2 separate regions of the Mus musculus genome follow, and region 2 is linked to region 1. The links are chromatin contacts, called in public promoter capture Hi-C maps. All regions are on one chromosome and are shown on one strand. The core of a region is the stretch at or near the end of the contact, and the rest is flanking DNA. Distances in the headings are between cores, read along the strand shown.

Evidence for each region. Promoter capture Hi-C pulls out the DNA fragments that hold promoters and counts their contacts.
Region 2: a contact with region 1 is called in a promoter capture Hi-C map of liver, with 4 times the contacts expected there. The contact joins the promoter of P2ry1 here to the promoter of 4930593A02Rik in region 1. A contact is called at or near these places in 3 of 39 promoter capture datasets (liver and pre-B cells).

What each region holds. Positions count from the first base shown.
Region 1 is chr3:58,691,217-58,694,275 of GRCm38.p6, forward strand. It overlaps 4930593A02Rik (RIKEN cDNA 4930593A02 gene), which reads left to right and starts at 1,373. Exons shown (of 9, transcript NR_045167.1): 1 at 1,373-1,405. Siah2 (siah E3 ubiquitin protein ligase 2) reads right to left here and starts at 1,172. Exons shown (of 2, transcript NM_009174.3): 1 at 180-1,172. The coding sequence starts at 599.
Region 2 is chr3:61,001,236-61,004,053 of GRCm38.p6, forward strand. P2ry1 (purinergic receptor P2Y, G-protein coupled 1) reads left to right here and starts at 1,550. Exons shown (of 2, transcript NM_008772.5): 1 at 1,550-2,818. The coding sequence starts at 2,207.

The DNA.
Region 1 (3,059 bases), core at 123-2,622:
GAGAGAGACAGACAGAGAGAGAGAGAGAGAGAGAGAGAGAGAGAGAGGAGAGGAGAAAGACAGACAGACAGATGGAAACAGTGAAATGCCATTCGCCTCTTAGGGCCTTCAAGTGCGCTGGAGGGCACCGGAACTCTGGAAGGTTCCTTGGCAGATCTGCGGATGGTGGCTGGACTTACCTTACAGGGAAACAGAACTGCCGAGGCGACCTTCTCCATAGCCAGGTTCCTGATGCTGGGCGTTAGGGCGCCCCTGCACGTCGGGCAGCAGCTTAACTTCTGGCGGCATTGGTTACACACCAGGTGCCCGGCCTGGCACTGCAGAATGGGGGGCAGGACATAGTCAAAGCAGACCGGGCACTCGAAGAGCGAGGTCAGCTCGTGGTGCTGCGGGGACACCGGGTCGGCCCCGCCGCCGGCTCCGGGGCCTGAGATCACCGCTGCCGCGGCGGGCACCGCGGACGAGCCGGGGCCCGCTGCCGAGATGGTGGCGGCGGCCGGGGGCGCAGCCGGGGACGGGGCGTGCGGGGTCTGAGGCGGCGGCGGCTGCTTGCTGCAGGGTTTGTTAGCGCTGGGGCCGGTGGAGGACGGGCGGCTCATCGCGCTCCGAGCCCACCATGGACCTGCGGGCGTCTGCCTGCCGCGGGGCCGCCCGGGTTAAGGCGGTGCGCGCCCCGCGGGTGGCGGGCTCCGGGGCAACGCCACGGCGCCCAGCCCGGGGGACCCAGCGCGGACCCGACCGGCACCGGGAGGGCGGGGACCGGACCGCGCCGATCCTCTCGGCGGCACCCGGATGGTCGTCGCTCTCGGGGCTCGCGGCCGTGCGGTGCCCTCCTCCGGCGGCGTTCTGGTGCGCAGAGCCCTGGCCCACTCGCTTCAGGAGCGGCAGCTGACGCAAGCCCCGGGGGCGCGCGCGGACGTGACGCTAAGACACGTGTGCGGCCGACCCGGCACTCAGGGACTGGCAGAGCCACCCTGCGGCCCGCGCAGCTCCGCCCGACCCAGCTGGCAGCGCCCGAGCGGTTTCCTCGCTGGGAGCCCTTGAATGAGTCGATCGCCGCCGCGTGGGGTCGCTTCTCTGCGACAGTGGAAGCCGGCAGCCCAGGGAAAGGACGTAGCCCGAGTCTCCCGACCCTTCCCAGGGGACCTACGCCGACCCGCACCGACTCCAGCTAGAAGGGCAACTGCTGGCCCGGCGTGGGCGTGGAGGGCGCGCGAGTGCGCCGGGGGCGGGGCGGGGCTGGGCGGGGCGGGGGGCGGGGCTCGGAATCCCACGTTTCTTTTAGCCATTGACGCGCTGGAGCAGCTGGCGATCAGGCTACTCGGCCGGTAGCTTGACACGCGGGGGCGGGACCCGGAGTCGGGCGGGAGCCGCGCGAAGGCCTCGGGTGTGGCCCGGCAGTTAGGTACGAGGGTGGGCTCTTCAGTGGTTGGGACCTTAACGCTAGGTTTTCCTTCGAAAGCCCACTGGCGAAAGCTTCTTGGAATTGGCCGCCTCTGATTGAGAGAACCTGAACCTCTTTGACAACTCTGACTCGATGGAGAATTAAAACCTCCAAGGAATACCATACACGTGGGTTGGGTTTGTGAGGCCCCAAATGACAGGAGACCCTCTGGTGCCTGAGTCCTTAACGTCTAGTCCTGGTCCAAACCTTAGGCTTTTAGCTTACTTACCTGGGGCTTTGGGAAGAAGGAAATGGGTGAGGTCAACCTACCCCTTACCAACCCTCAGCTTGACAGGATTGGTGCTGGATTCTTCCTGAGTTGTCTTTGTACACCCGACATATGGAAAGTCTCTAAGATCCCCATCTTAGAGGTGTAAAAGGCACCCACGGGAGCTGGAGGGACGCCTCAACATACTACTCTTAGAGGACCAGACTTTGGTCCCCAGCACCCACAACTGCCTGTAACCCCAGCTCCAGGGGATCTGATACCATTTGGTACCAGTACACATTATATACACACATGCCCATAAATAAAAATAAACCTTAAGTGTGGTGGGGGTGGGACAGGGGACATCTACAGCCTACCTTCCGGTCTAGCAATAAGAGAACTCTCCGAGGGTTCCCCTAGTCTCAGTAAAACTTATTTCCAGGTACTCTTCACCATTCAGAACCCCAGAATTAGAGAGCGCCTGAGAGTTTGGAGTGAACCGTATAATGGACATACCCTGCACACAATTGCTATGGCAAGCGTTTTATGCCTGAACTGATGACACTGGAATTGGAAAAAGCTAGTATTGATACTCTTTGTAGGAAAACAGAGATTAGTCAGGATAGGGTAAAATAGTGCCCTGTGACTTCGAGCGAAATTCTTTTTAATATCCTGACTTAGTTTGTGACTGTCTTGTGTGCACACGTGGAGGTCAGAGGACAGGTTTGTGGGAGTCGACTTTCTCAAGTTGGCAGGCTTGATGCAGGCACCACTACCCTCCTGAGCCACCTTCCTGGCTCCAGTCTCCTACTCTGTAAAAGTGAATTTAAACAATTTGAGTTTCTCTGTGCCATTCTTGTAGAACCTCATCCATCATAGCCACCTTGTAAATGATAGCCGTAGTTTAAAAATAACAGTGAATATTTATTATTAGAGTCAATGAATAGAATCTGCTCAAAGAAAAAAAAACAAAGTTAAATTTTGTAATCTAGAAAGACTTCATGAGTAACTGGGTTATCTAAAGTTGTAGAGAAAAACTTAGTGATACATGCCACCTAATCACCCTGCAAATATTCCCTTTGTGTATGCCAGCCACTGTCCTGAGAAGAGTTCTTACTCATTTAAATTCTAGGACAGAAGCAGGAGTGGTAAACCGCTCAGGCAGGGCAAAGGATCTCCGAGGTTTGGGAAATGTCCAGACTGCAGGCCTATAAACTCAGCTCCTTAGGGGTGCTGAGTGAGAAGGATGCTAAACTCAAAGGCTACCTGAGTTACAAAGTGACTTCAAGGCCGGCATGAACAACTTAGTGATACTGTCTACAGTTGAAAAGAAAGGCTAGGGGTGTAGCTTAGTGGCATGGTGTTTGTCTGGCTTATGCAAGGTCTTAGGTTCAATTCCTAGTAATT
Region 2 (2,818 bases), core at 300-2,799, 2.3 Mb after region 1:
TCTCTCTCTCTCTCTGTGTGTGTGTGTGTGTGTGTGTGTGTGTGTGTGTGCGTGTGTGTGTGTACATGCACATATGCTCATGTGCCACAGTGACACAATATGGGTGCACAGGTATCAGGAAAGTGGGAGTCAGTTCTTTCCTTCCACCATGTAAGTAATGGGATCAAGCTCAAGTCCTCAGGCTTGGCGGTAAGTGCCTAATGCCTTTAGTGGCTGAGACAGATCACCAACTCCTTGAGTGTTTTTAAGGGAACAAAGTCATTTAATATATGAAACTAGAATGAAATGGCTATAGAATATAATCGAAGGTATTCTATCCTCGTACTTTTTTTTTACAAGAAAAAATGTATTTGTTAATATGGCACATAAAATACATTAATCAGTAGATTGTCAAGAAGGGCTTGGTTCCATTCTTGGGTGGGTCTGTTTAATCATGTCTTCAGGTAGGAAACAATCCATTTAGTTTACAATTAAACACTTTTTTTTTATATATTGCCCACATTTTTTATGCATTTGGAACCCTAGACTAAGATTTACAAAAAATAAAATAATTACATTGGTCTCTGTCTAAATTTGAAAGGTATCTACTAGAGGAACAGGCATTTTAAGAAATAAGATTCACAATAAAGCCAAACTGTAAAGTTATCCCTCAACAAATGAACCCTCTTTCTTTATAAAGCTGTGTTTAATATTCAGCTTGATTCAGAATCATTTTCACTGTAGTCTCTATTATTTAAATGTATGTAAATGGTAACTGGAGGTTGGAGGGAGGGCGCTTGTTCTTTCCAGCAAGTGTTAGCAGTCAAGTTGGACTGATGATGTGTGCTGCGTTAACTAAGCAGTTAGACCAGGTTCTTATGTACATTCTCACAATAATGTTACCAGTGATGCCGGTGTATTAGCATTTTTCTAAGTAGTGCAAAAAATAGTATTTGGATAAAGCAAACAACAATAAAAACAAACAGACATGAAGGGCAGAAAGCGACTTGCCCATGCCGCTTACCACCCTCACTCATTCAGAGCTGGCACCCTCTGGGATCAGCAGGTTCCTACACGCGTTGGGCAAAGCAAGGCGCTGTGCAGGGCCAGGGCGTGCCCACCTGCAAACCGCTGGTTGTCTGGAGCCTGCAAACACCTTGCGAGTTCCGGGGAGGCTCCGGAGATGTCTGTCTCAGACTGCTCAGCTCAAAGCTTTAGACACAACGCTGCCAGCGTCCAGAAGGTTTTCAGCGTGTCAGCAACTTCACTTTACAGAGCTAGCTGGTGGAGGACCGAGGAAACCCCTCCAGCCATACGCTGGCCAGAAGCCACCGCTGCCCTAGAGCACCTTTTGTTCTGACCACTGATTCGAGTGGTGGCGGCCTTGCCAGGCGTGCAGGGGCACCGCGATCTCTGCTTCCAGAGGCCACCTCCCGCCCTGGGCGCCCAGCCCTGAGCCGGCGGCCCGGAGCTTGCACGGCGGAGACACGCCCCTTGCCTCCCCGCGGAGCACAGACTCGCCCGGGCTCCTAGGCTCCGCCCACCCCGCTGGGAGCCTGGCTTTCTCTCCTGCCCCCTGCACTCGAGACCCAGCCGAGCGCGGAGACGAGCTGCAGCCTTCATGGACTGTGAGCGGGGTACAGGGTAGGTAGTACGCCAGGGTCCGAGGCCACGCGCTCTCCAAAAGACCTCCAAGGTTGAGCGCGGGCTCAGAATGTGGCCGGAAGAAGAGTCGCGGCGTCCCTGGTGAAGGTCCCGGGTTGCAAGGTAGGGAGTAGGCAGATGGCCAGGCAAAGTTGATCAGAGAGGAGGTGGTTGGCCTGCGCCTTCGGGCCGCTGGGAACAGCCGAACTACTTGGACTTGACCCGCCGCGCCCCAGGCGCTCTGAGCAGCGCCTATCAGTCGCCCTGCGCGGGAGCGCACTTGCAAACTTGGTGGAGGTGCCCTGCGCGTCCTGTTGTGTAACCTCCGCGCCGCCAGCTGGACCGGGAAGTTGCCCGCACGTCCTTCAGCTTAGATCGGTCGCAGCTCCGGGCGAATTTCATGGCCCGCGACAAAAGCGCGGCCAGAGCCGGCGTGGGCGAGCCCCTGCGCGCTCCGACCCGTGGGGAACTCCCGCGCGCGGTCCCTGGCCTGCGCCTCCGATGCGCGCTGAGTCTCTCGCCGCTGCTGCCCGCTCGCCGCGGTCTGCCCTTTCTAGTAGCTGCCTGAGTTGGAAAGAAGAGGATGACCGAGGTGCCTTGGTCGGTTGTCCCCAACGGGACGGATGCTGCCTTTCTGGCGGGCCTGGGCTCGCTTTGGGGAAACAGTACTGTCGCCTCAACTGCAGCAGTTTCCTCTTCATTCCAATGTGCCCTGACCAAGACCGGTTTCCAGTTCTACTACCTGCCGGCTGTCTACATTTTAGTGTTCATCATAGGCTTCCTAGGCAACAGCGTGGCTATCTGGATGTTCGTTTTCCACATGAAGCCTTGGAGCGGCATCTCCGTGTACATGTTCAATTTGGCTCTGGCTGACTTTTTATACGTGCTCACCCTACCAGCCCTCATCTTCTACTACTTCAACAAGACTGACTGGATCTTCGGGGATGCTATGTGCAAGCTGCAGAGATTCATCTTCCACGTAAATCTCTACGGTAGCATCTTGTTCCTCACCTGCATCAGCGCACACAGGTACAGTGGCGTGGTGTACCCTCTCAAGTCTCTGGGCAGGCTCAAGAAGAAGAATGCCATTTATGTCAGCGTGCTGGTGTGGCTCATTGTGGTGGTGGCCATCTCCCCTATTCTCTTCTACTCTGGCACTGGGACTCGGAAAAACAAAACTGTCACCTGCTATGAC